Linked DNA regions of Mus musculus: regions 1 and 3 are each linked to region 2. The links are chromatin contacts, called in public Hi-C and promoter capture Hi-C maps. All regions are on one chromosome and are shown on one strand. The core of a region is the stretch at or near the end of the contact, and the rest is flanking DNA. Distances in the headings are between cores, read along the strand shown. Region 1 overlaps Fbxo11 (F-box protein 11). Region 2 holds the start of Ppp1r21 (protein phosphatase 1, regulatory subunit 21). Region 3 has its middle 76 kb from the start of Gm41649.

Evidence for each region. Promoter capture Hi-C pulls out the DNA fragments that hold promoters and counts their contacts. Hi-C and Micro-C count contacts between places; a contact is called where the count stands out from the background.
Region 1: a contact with region 2 is called in a promoter capture Hi-C map of the HPC-7 cell line. The contact joins the enhancer-like site here to the promoter of Ppp1r21 in region 2. A contact is called at or near these places in 21 of 39 promoter capture datasets (the 3T3-L1 cell line, 3T3-L1-derived adipocytes, the C10 cell line and 13 more), 4 of 484 Hi-C or Micro-C datasets (B cells, bone marrow-derived macrophages, brown adipocytes and 1 more), 4 of 115 datasets of contacts at active chromatin or transcription factors (astrocytes, bone marrow-derived macrophages, embryonic basal ganglia and 1 more) and 4 of 9 other capture datasets (adipose tissue, liver, macrophages and 1 more).
Region 3: a contact with region 2 is called in a Hi-C map of the N1E-115 cell line, with 6 times the contacts expected there. The contact joins the enhancer-like site here to the promoter of Ppp1r21 in region 2. A contact is called at or near these places in 1 of 39 promoter capture datasets (pre-B cells), 4 of 484 Hi-C or Micro-C datasets (the G1E-ER4 cell line, the N1E-115 cell line, pre-B cells and 1 more) and 2 of 115 datasets of contacts at active chromatin or transcription factors (astrocytes and embryonic stem cells).

What each region holds. Positions count from the first base shown.
Region 1 is chr17:88,012,355-88,016,086 of GRCm38.p6, reverse strand. It overlaps Fbxo11 (F-box protein 11), which reads left to right. Exons shown (of 23, transcript NM_001081034.3): 2 at 375-499; 3 at 607-688; 4 at 1,537-1,681; 5 at 3,401-3,530. Among named protein-coding and RNA genes, the nearest start is that of Msh6, 39 kb to the right of the region's middle. Within about 2 kb of position 1,491, at least 8 of the 459 cell types and tissues checked have an H3K27ac peak or open chromatin away from gene starts, as enhancers often do. A contact at or near this core is called in the HPC-7 cell line, where this site is marked.
Region 2 is chr17:88,528,120-88,531,883 of GRCm38.p6, reverse strand. Ppp1r21 (protein phosphatase 1, regulatory subunit 21) reads right to left here and starts at 1,760. Exons shown (of 22, transcript NM_028658.4): 1 at 1,566-1,760. The coding sequence starts at 1,622.
Region 3 is chr17:87,875,331-87,879,048 of GRCm38.p6, reverse strand. No RefSeq gene overlaps it. Among named protein-coding and RNA genes, the nearest start is that of Gm41649, 76 kb to the right of the region's middle. Within about 2 kb of position 1,383, at least 97 of the 459 cell types and tissues checked have an H3K27ac peak or open chromatin away from gene starts, as enhancers often do. A contact at or near this core is called in the N1E-115 cell line, astrocytes and embryonic stem cells, where this site is marked.

The sequences.
Region 1 (3,732 bases), core at 242-2,741, 520 kb after region 2:
CCATCCCCCCCACCCCCCCATCCCCCCCACCCCCCCCATCCCCCCCACCCCCCCATCCCCCCCACCCCCCCATCCCCCCCACCCCCCATCCCCCCCACCCCCCCCCCATCCCCCCCACCCCCGAGACTTTGCGGTGGCACGGCTTGCCTGTCTGCTCACTTCACTCTGCTCTGTCCTGTTCTTCGGAACGACACATCTCTTCACACACCCCCTTTTTTTTCTTAAAGTTTTTCCAAGTTCTATAAGATGTGGAATATCTGCCAGATAGTCATCCAGTCGGCTGGAATTCCATACAAAATTCTGTTCTTCCTTCTCTTGCCAAATTTGACATTTTAGTAAAAGGACTGACCCCATTTTTCTTTTCTGTTTTACAGATGATGTTCCTGCAGATATGGTTGCAGAAGAATCAGGTCCTGGTGCACAAAATAGTCCATACCAACTTCGCAGAAAAACTCTTTTGCCAAAAAGAACAGCGTGTCCTACAAAGAGCAGTATGGAGGTTAGTTCATTGTAATTGTTTTTGTAATGAAAAAAATGGGTCACGTTTTTAGAGAATTATATACAGTAGGAATACTTCATTGATAAGTTTTCTTCTTGGTTTTGAAGGGTGCCTCTACTTCGACTACAGAAAACTTTGGTCATCGAGCAAAGCGTGCAAGAGTGTCTGGAAAGTCACAAGATCTTTCAGGTATTTTGAATGGGAAGTGAAGTTTTAAAAGTTTATATTTGAGCCTAGGTGTAGTGACACATGATTTTAATCCTAGCATTTAGGAGTCAGAGGCAGGGGATCTCTGAGTTCAAGACCATGCTGGAGAGTTTCAGGACAGTTAGGGCCATATAGAGAGTCTAGTGATGACGGTGATGATGGTGATGATATGGTAAGTGAAACCGAAAACTAAATATTATCTGAAGATATTGAGTAGTTACTATTTTAAAGTACTTAGAGCTCTAATCTTTCCCTCTATAACTTATTTTAAAATTTATTTTTACTTTTAATTATGTGTGCTTCTGTGGCTAAATAAGCTGGAAGGAGGGCATTGGGTTTCCTGGAGCTGGATCTACAGGCTGTTGTGAGCTTCAGGTTATAGGTGCTGAGAACCAAAAAAGGGTCCTCCGCACGACCCGTACAAAGTTAAATGATGAGCTGTCTTTCCATCCTGTCTTATTTTTATATAAAAGTTTTTGGGTTTTGTTTTTTGTTTTTTAATAGCCACACTAAATGGTATAGCCATAACCACTTGGGAGGCTAAAGGGCTGGAAAAGGAAGTTAGAGTGAGTTCAAGACCAGCCTAGGAAGCTTTTCAAGACTGCCTTAAACACAAAACAGACAAACAAACTAGATAACACATTGTGTGTGTGTGTGTGTGTGTGTGTGTGTGTGTGTGTGTGTGTGTGTGTGAGTGAGAGAGAGAGAGAGAGAGAGAGAGATAAAGGGAAAATAGATCAGTAAAGGCACTGTTTGTTAGATAAAATAATTTCTTTAGTGAGGAAGTCACCCTGTTAAATGACCCTGTCCTGTCTGTTAATCTCTGTTAGCAGCACCCGCTGAACAGTATCTTCAGGAGAAGCTGCCAGATGAAGTAGTTTTAAAAATATTTTCTTATTTGCTGGAACAAGACCTTTGTAGAGCTGCTTGCGTGTGTAAACGCTTCAGTGAGCTTGCTAATGATCCAATTTTGTGGTGAGTGATAGCTCCTGTTGCCTTGAAAGACGGACGGTGTGTGACACCGAAGCTGCAGGGAAGGGAGGTGGAAGGGTGGGCTTCTTGTTACAACTGAGTCATTAAAAGAAAATGACAATGGTTATCATAAATGTGGAGAACTTGTTAATCCAAGAAGTACTATAAACAAGAAGTTATTCCTGTCATTTACATTTCATAACAACCGAGCGATTTGCGAGGGAATCTTTTATTTATGGAGTCCAGTAGCATATTGAAGACAGAATCTTCTATAGCACAGGCTGGCCTCAAAATGACTATGTAGCTGAGGCTGCCCTTAAACTACCGATCCTCCTGTTTTCAGCCAACACTCCCAACTCATTTTGTTTTTACATTTGTTTGTTTGTTTGTTTTTATGAAGCAGAGTTGGGGTTTAACAAAGATATTTCAGTATAGACTATGTCTGTGTGAAGAAAGAGATGCTCAGAAGAAAGTAGGGCATGCCAGGAGCATGGGTGTGGCCTTACCAAAGAAAAGTCAGGTGAAGTAAGATATACCTAAGGGTTAATACAGGCTTCTCCAAGGAGTGCAGCCTCATTTTTTAAAAGCAGAGTTAGTTGGGTGTGGTAGCACACATCTTTAATCCATCCCCTGCAGAGGCTTGCAGAGTTCAAGGCCAGCTTGGCCTACAAAGAGAGTTGCAGGCAAGGCTAGGCTGCGTAGTGAGACCACGCACTGTGTGTTTGGTGAGGCTGTGCTTTCTGGGCTGGAGAGACAGGTCAGTGGTTAAGAGCGCTTATTGCCCTTACGCTGACCAGCACAGCCAGTTTAGGGTTCCAGTATCTTTTCGAGTCTCTGCAGGCACAGCACATATGTGGTGCATACATATATGCAGGTAAAACACACATACATTTTTTTGATTTATTAATTTATTAATATGTAAGTATACCGTAGCTGACTTCAGACACTCCAGAAAAGATTTTTGTTACGGATGGTTGTGAGCCACCATGTGGTTGCTTGGATTTGAACTCATGACCTTTGGGAGATCAGTCAGTGCTCTTACCTACTGAGCCATCTCAACAGCCCCATATTTTTTTAACTTTTAAATTTTGTTTGTTTGTTTGAAGCAGGGTTTTCCTGTGTGTAGCCCAGGCTGTCCTGAAACTTCAGTCTGTAGACCTAGCTGGCCTTGTGTCTGGATCTGCCTGCCTCTGCCTTCCGAGTGCTGAGATTAAAGACATGCCACTACTGCTGCCCACCTTTTTAAAATTAGTAATTTAAAACAATATTTCGTCAGCTGGGAATAGTGCCACACACCTTTACTCCCGGTACTTGGGAGGCACAAGCAGACAGGTGGATCTTTGTTATCTCAAAGCTAACTTGGTCTACAGAATGACTTCCAGGATAGCCTAGACTACATAGTGAGAGCCTGTCTGCAAGGGGGAAAAAAAAAGAAGGTATTTTGTCTGCCTACTGGAACATGTCTGTGGTCCCGGCTACTCAGAAGGGTGAGGCAGGAGGCTCTCTTGAGTCTAGGAGTTTAGAGCCAGCCCAGACGACAGAGAAGACCCTACACCACCAGCACCATCTCAGAAGCCAGTGCATTAATTGCTTTCTATATTATGGTGTTTAATTTGGCTATCCTTATTGAAATTTTGGTCATTCATCTAACTTATATTTAATATTTTATTAATCTAGAGGATATTTTATAAGGATATCTTTAATTCCCTTTTTCCCCCTCAGGAAACGATTATATATGGAAGTATTTGAATATACCCGGCCGATGATGCATCCTGAACCTGGTAAATTCTACCAGATTAATCCAGAAGAATATGAACATCCAAATCCATGGAAAGAAAGTTTTCAACAGTTGGTATGAAATATAGAAAATACAGACTTATAAATTTGTAGATACATTTCTTTAAAAGAATAAATAAAGTCATCCAGAGAGAGATGGCTCAGTGGTTAAGAGCACGCGCTGTTCTTCTAAGGGACCTGAGTTTAGATCCCAGCACCCACACTGGCAGCTCATAGCTTCCTGTAACTCTAGACCAGGGTATCCAGTGTCCTCCCTC
Region 2 (3,764 bases), core at 511-3,010:
TAGTGTAAGGAACTCCCCCTTCCCCAGTGACCTCTCCTCTGAGCTGCGCTGACCATCACTTGCTACACTGTATCATAATTGCAGGCCACGCTAATTTAAGGGTCTATTAAAGGTGATTGTGCAGCTTGAACTCCGGCTTTCTCAACTGAGCCTGGCACACTGCTTGCGGGGTGCACATATAACATGAGTTTGTTGAACACATTAACATACCCAAAAGAATAAAACCTTTCCATGCCTTTCATTACTTTAGGAGGTGATATAATTATTCCCGCAACACGGCCACTGCTCTGAGCCCTTCTGGAACTCTACTCACTGGCCATTTGGAACCAAACTTTCAAAGTTATTTACCCTCCAGAGATGGAAATCGGGCCCCTTACTTTATATGCATGAAACATTTTCAACCAAAAATAGTAGTGGCAAATTTGGGCACTGCCATCCTCCACCCACCCTCCTTCGTTATATGGAACTGTTCCAAACAAGGGAATCCTCCCCCAAAAGACAATGCACTATCTCAGGCGCTGAGCCACAGAAGTCTACGAGGATTTCAGACGGAACTACAAAGGGAGTGGACAAGGTGAGTGATAAGCTGAATGCCATCAAGGCTCCCATCTGATGCTGAGGACTTAAGGGTGCACGCTTAGGTGCCAGTATCATTTCTTTATATTTCACTTTACCTTCCCAAATACAAGCTTAATAAAATCATAAAGGGGGATGTCGTACACTTGGGTTTTTTTTTTTTTCAAATTAGAAAAAGGGCGAAATCTTTTCATTGCTTCTGTGAATGCCAAGATAATTGGAAATTAAACACGACTACCGAATCCTTTTCAAAGGCGTGAGATTCTGCTTTAATAACTTCATTAGAATATTCTTCAGGCAGAAAACCCTACCCAGAAACTGCACCACCCTTGTCCAAGAAAAAGGTTTCACCATTTGAAAGACTGACACTTCAGAAGGCCGGGTCCCTGTTTTGCATAATTCTGTATTTAAGGAGAACCTGCGGTGTGCACTGCCCCATTCCACGGAAGGAAGGTGCAAGAGAAAAAGACATCAGCCCCACCACCCAAGCTGTCAAAATCAGTGGCGACAACATCTGTATTCCAAAGCACCCATCCCAATGAGGCCGTTTACGCTCCCAAACTGATGTGGTGGCAAATAAGTCGTTTTAACTTTAAAAGCATCTCCTCGCGAAAAGGAGATGGTGATTTCCCCATCATCGGGCGAACTGAGAAAGCAGAGAGCATAGGGTGGTCCCTCATTCCTCCCTTCCCCTCAGGCTAGCACCAAGAGCTGTGCCTTGGATTTCTGTCATTCCATTTCTAAGCCTGCTGGTCCAGCGAGAAGGAAGACTCAAACTCCAGCTCCTTTCTGCAGAGACGCACACGGACCCAGACACCGCCCGGCCCTATCTCCATGGAGCTGCAGGTGGAGGCATCGTAATGGTGGAAGCAGGAGGTGGAGAGGAGAGGAGGAGCCCTCTGCATCCCCCCCACCATCCCAAATCGCTGCCACGGCCAGCTGAGGCCTCCGGGCCAGAAACCCCTGTCTCCCCCACCCACGATGGGTACCTTCGAGTACTCCTGAGCCAGCTTCTGGTACTTCCCCTGCAACTCTGCGGAGGCCATGGCCTCCCCCGCCCCGTCCAGGCCTGGCCGCCCGGGCTGCCGAGCCCCGCCCCCCGCCCCCAACCCCACACTTGCTCCTCCCGGGCAGGGCTCAGCCAGCTTCTGCAGCACCGCCGCCGCCGCCGCGCCTCCTCCTCCTCCACTTCCGGGTTTCCAGGCGGGAGGGAGGAGGAGCGGGACCAGAGGCGGGGCGACCACCGGGGGCGGGGCGACGTCTTGACATCACCGCCCCGCCCTCTGGTGCTCCGGTTCGCGCATGTGCGGCCCGACGGACCCGCCTGTGCGGTGCTTTTGCCCCTCCTGAGACCCTAGACGCCATGTTGGAAGAGGCGGGAAGATGGCGACCCGTTTCCGGGCGAGCCAGAATCAAGCGGGAGGAGAATGAGTGCCTACGGAATGGATGGAACACCGAAGGGAGAGACAGAGGATGCAAGGAGAAGCATTCTAAGAACATCAAGAATTCTGGCTACCCAGTCCCCTAGTCGCCATAGCAACCGCCTAGCGTCAGTCGCTTGCTTCTTGGAAGCTTGTTTTCCGCCTTCTCATTCATTATCTGGATACCCAGACTTGTGCTACACTGTAAACCGTCCAACCTAGCACATATTTATACCGTTTGCCCTTCTCCCCTTCTCAGATCAGAAAACCTTCATTGTCTTCTGTGTTTTGTCATTGACCTTTCTCTACTCAAATGCCACATGCCCGCCCCTGACCCTTATTCATCTATCAGAACATTTTAAGCCGTAAAAGAACATACAGTTTCTGAAAATTTCTACCACGCATTGAGATGTAAAGACCATTAATGTTTTGTTTTGTTTTTAAAAAAAAAACGGCTAGACTAGATATCTTGAGATACCTTATGATGAAAAACTGCTCCTTTTCATTTAAAATATTTTTGACAGTTCTGTTGAGGATTAATGTAGGTATAGCATTGAAGTATTTCTTGTTAGAATAATATGAATGAAGAAAGATATGTGTTTCTTGAGACATAATATGACAGTTGAAACTAATGAACTACATTTGTACACAAACACATACATATGAACATTATGCTAAATAAGTCAATTGCACTGGGTGCAGCTGTATAAACCTTTAATCTCAGTACTTAGAAGGCAGACAGGCAAATGGATCTCTACTGGTTTACATATTAAGTTTCAGGCCAGCCAGTGAAACTCTGTCTTTAAAAAAAAAATAGTGAATTGTAATATACTATAAATAATCTTAAAAATTATGAAGTGGAAGTAGCCAGACATGTTTAGTCATACCAGCAGTCCTAGCATTTGGGAGGCTGAGGCATGAGGAAGTCAAGTTTGAGAGCAGTCTGGACTACACACACACAGTATGTACTGTGTGTGTGTGTGTGTGTGTGTGTGTATAATCTCCATAATATGTGAAGTAACATTATTCCGATTTTTATTTTATTTAATGTATATGAGTACACTGTAGCTGTACAGATGGTTGTGAGCCTTCTTGTGGTTGTTGCAAATTGAATTTTTAGGACCTCTGCTCACTCCAGCTGGCCTGGCTCACTCAGTCCCTGCTTGCTCAGGCCCAAAGATTTATTTATTATTATATGTAAGTACACTGTAGCTGACTTCAGAAGCACCAGAAGAGGGCACCAGATCTCATTACAGATGGTTGTGAGCCACCATGTGGTTGCTGGGATTTGAACTCAGGACCTTAGGATCAGTGCTCTTACCTACTGAGCCATCTGGTTTTTTTCTTTTTCTTTTTCTTTTTTTTCTGAGACAGGGTTTCTCTGTGTAGCCCTGGCTGTCCTGGAACTCACTTTGTAGACCAGGCTGGCCTCGAACTCAGAAATCTGCCTGCTTCTGCCTCCCAAGTGCTGGGATCAAAGGCGTGTGCCACCACTGCCCGGCCCAACATTATTCTTAAACACATGAATATGTAGTAAAAACACAGAGACAACTAGAACACTGGTTGTTCGGTGCCTCTAGCAGAAAAAGAAGGAAATGAAACAGGACAGAGGAGCATCAACTTGATTTCTCTAGGTTTTTTAAAGTAAATATTATTACCTTTATTATGGAGGAAACGCATCTAGGAAGGCTAAGTCAGCCCTGTGGATTATTTAGAGGTATAATTAAAGTGAAAGCTGTGCTAGCTAGCTTCTCTTTTATCTGGGAG
Region 3 (3,718 bases), core at 134-2,633, 650 kb after region 2:
TGACCCTCAGCTGGCAGATCGTCAGAAGATGACCCTTTCACAGGGTCACACATCAGATACCCTGCATGTCAGATCATGATCACAGTAGTGGCAAAATTACAGTTATGAAGTAGTAATGAAAATAACTTTATGGTTGGAGGCACTGCAACGTGAGGAACTGTGTTAAAGGGTTGCAGCATTAGGAAGGCTGAGAACCACTGCTCGAGGCAATGACCAGTCTGGATTCCTGCCGTGAGGGTTAGGGCTACATTTACAGGCAGTGTCCTGCCCTCCCAAGCTTGGCTTTAAATATATGCACACATTAGTTATGGGTCAAGAGGTAAAGCCACCTAATAAGCAGCTTATTGTCAGCTCCTCCCCCCAAAACTCAGGACAAATGGCTAACAGCGGTGTCTATTTAACAACCCAGGCTTCCAGGCGCTCTCTGTTCTCACCAAGCTCCTGTTAGAGTCCTGGTATCTCTGCATTTCTCACCACCCCAACCCCATCCTCCATTCCCTACCCCTACTCTCTGCCCTAAACTCTCCCCTCCCCTCCCCTCCCCTCCCCTCCCCTCCCCTCCCCTCCCCTTCCCTAAACTACCCTTCCTCTAGCTTCTCCTTTCTACATAAACCTGCCATTTAGGCCGTGCTTTCTTGGTTCTTCCGCTCTTGGCCATCTTTGCTCTCTTGGGTCTTCTCTTGGTCCTTCTTCCTCATATCTACCATAAGAACCTCTCTACAACAATACCTAGAATGGTCATGCCCTTTCTCATTTACTTATCAGACCCTTTCTCCCACAAAAAAAAAAGAGCTGCAGGTGACATGACAGGCCTCTGCCATGGGTTAGTTTCTGGCTTCCCAAAGGCTATGGCACCAGGAACCTCAGGATGTGATCTTATTTAGAATCAAGGACTCTGTCGATGTAATTAAATAAGACTGTTGTGATGAACACACAACACAGATTAGGTTGTGCCCTAAATCTACGCGAATGTCCCCAGAAGGGACAGGAAAGACACAGTCACAGGAAGGAAAAGCTGCCTGAGGATGGAGAGTTGGCGCCCCCTGTCTGCAAGCCAGGGGGCGTCAGAGAGCGCCGGAGCCAGTGGGAGTTAAGACCCAGGCCGCACAGCTCAGAGCCTCCCTCAGAGCTTCTAGAAAGAATGCGCCCCGAGAACACACCATTGTGGATCTCCCAGAAGTGAAGCGTCAGCGGAAGAGAGAACCTGGGTTCTGAAGACTACACAGGAACTTCTCGAGTTAATTAAAGGCTAGGCCTGCTGCTGTGTGACCCGCGAGAAGGAAGCTAGAGTGGTTTCTTTGCTTGAAGGAAAGTGTCCAGGGCCAGCCAGGCCACACTCCAGGTCCCGGGGGAGCAAGGGCATTGTCTACAGTTGCTGTGTCTCTAATGGGGAAGGTGTGTCTGTCCTGTCGCTAGGAAACAGGCAGCCAGGCCTGCAGGCTCTCAGCCTGGAGCGAAGGCAGATGGTGACAAGATTAAATAGTGCCTTTCATTTCAACATAGGAAATGTTTTCAATTCTCCTTTCTTCACGTCTCTAAAAAAAGGCAAGTGGCGGAAGCGCCCTACTGGAAATTTATTAACAAAAGCCCAGGCAGGCCCCAAAAAAGCAGACTTTTTCTTTTCAAGTATTTCCCCCAGGCAACCGGCAGTCGCGTCGAGGGTGGACGCCCTTGTTTTACACCAGGACTGCCATCCAGCTCCTGAGCTTTGAGTTCTCTCCATCATCTGGGAGGCGCTCCTCCCACCATTCCACAGATGAGATGGACAGGAACAAGTCCCCTCATCCTCGGGGATTCAGACACTACATATGTCACAGATAGTACATATGTTGTGGTTTTTTAAAAAAAATACATACCTATGATAAAGTTTAATGTTTAAGTTAGGCACAGGAAGGTGTAATGTCAGCACCCTGAACGCAAAGCAAAGAGGGTTACCCTGAGTTCCAGGACATCCTGGACTACATAGTGAGTCCTAGGTAGTGAGCCTGGGCTACATAGCAAGACCCTCTCTCAAGAATCAAACACTAAATATATAAACAATAATGAATTCAACACAGATTGATCAGGAACTAGGGTCACTGTAACAATACTGTTGAGTGCAGACCGCACCTGCCCCGCATGATTCTCCCATGGTCTTCGGGCTGTGCCTCGCCCTGAGAGAGTTCATTTTGGAGAAGGTTGGCTCTACCTTGGCGGGCATGTGGCATCACCAGTGTTGAAGGACAGACTGATGGAGGTTTTATCCCTGAGTGTGGAAAGGGTGTCACCCTGTACACTTGTCAAGGTGAACTGGGATTGTAGGAGCATGTGAGTGTGTTAAAATCGCACTCTGGACACACCGGGCTCAGGGATGTCCTGAGGCAGAGCTCCTTTATCTGAAGAGGAATTCTGTCTTACAATACCCCTCCCCCCAACTCACAGTCTGTTAGGTGACCATCCTCTGTGTATCAGGGGACAAAATAGTAGAGAACTCTCCACTGTACCAGGGACTTCCAGTTCAGCTCAGTCCCCACTGTTGCCTGTCTCCTCTGCAGCCAGACTCAGCTCCGAAGCTCCGCCTCTAACCGTGAGTCAGCAGCAGCCAGCCCTACAGTAGCACCCTCCAGCCCTGGTGACCTGCTCTGTCCCCAGGGTCCTGCTCTACCCCAGGTGACCAGCTCTATCTACTCACCTTGCACCTTGCCTCTCCATTGATTTCAGCTTCCCAGTTTTGGTTTCTCAAAACTCTTCACTCCGACTTCTTACAGGAATTCCATAAACATATGTCTGGCTGTCTCTGGAAATATGTTCCCTCTCCTACACCCAGCCACCCCCGCCCTCCACTGTATGTGATGTATGATCTAAGGGTTACTGTTAGTGATAAGAGAAGAATAAAAGAATGTGTGTCGGACCACAAGGGCAAGGACAGTGTGACTACCTGACAGATTGCTGCCAATGAAGCTACTGGATCTTCTGACAACAAATAGAAAGATAAATAGCACTCATGTGTCTGACAGAGCGCGCCCACGATAAATATACTGTAAACAGGGTGCTAGGTGAATGTAATCTCTCTTCATGGTCTCTCAAAATAGCTCATTGTATTATACTTGCCCTCTCTGTTCTTCTGATCATCCCTTGGCCTGGTGAGGCCACGCTGTGTGTACCTGGCCTGGTGTGCCCACACTGTGTGCACTACCCACCCACTTTCCTTTAGCCACCACGTATCAGATCAACCGTTATCATAGTTCAGAGCTTGTGATCACAGGCCATGCTAGCGCCCCAGCTCTCCGCCTCCTCTTCCCTAAACTCCTCCAGCTCACGGGCTTCTCTCCCTAGCTCCTCACCCTCCTTATGACCTGGCTAGGCTCTCTCTGCCTCCCTCCTCCCCACTTCCCCACTCTCCCTCTCTCTCTGTTCCTCCCTCTCTGTGTGCATGCTTCTCTCCTGGCCAGGTCCATCCTGCTGGCCATGTTCAGTCTACTACTTCTTCTCTGCATTCTTCCAGATGCCGCTGGATGCTCCCTCCCTTATGTCTACAATAAAAACCATCCCCTTAACCATACCATGGAAGGGTCATGCCATCCGTTTACACTGGGTAGTTCAACATCAACCATTAACAACCCTGATGTTTGGTGAGGGCACCAACCAGGTTTTTGCTGGAGAGCTGGTGGAAGTAGGTGAAGGAGCCCTTTGTAATGTTGCCAATCCTATCCAAGAGGGGACAGCCTCCCAAAGGTGC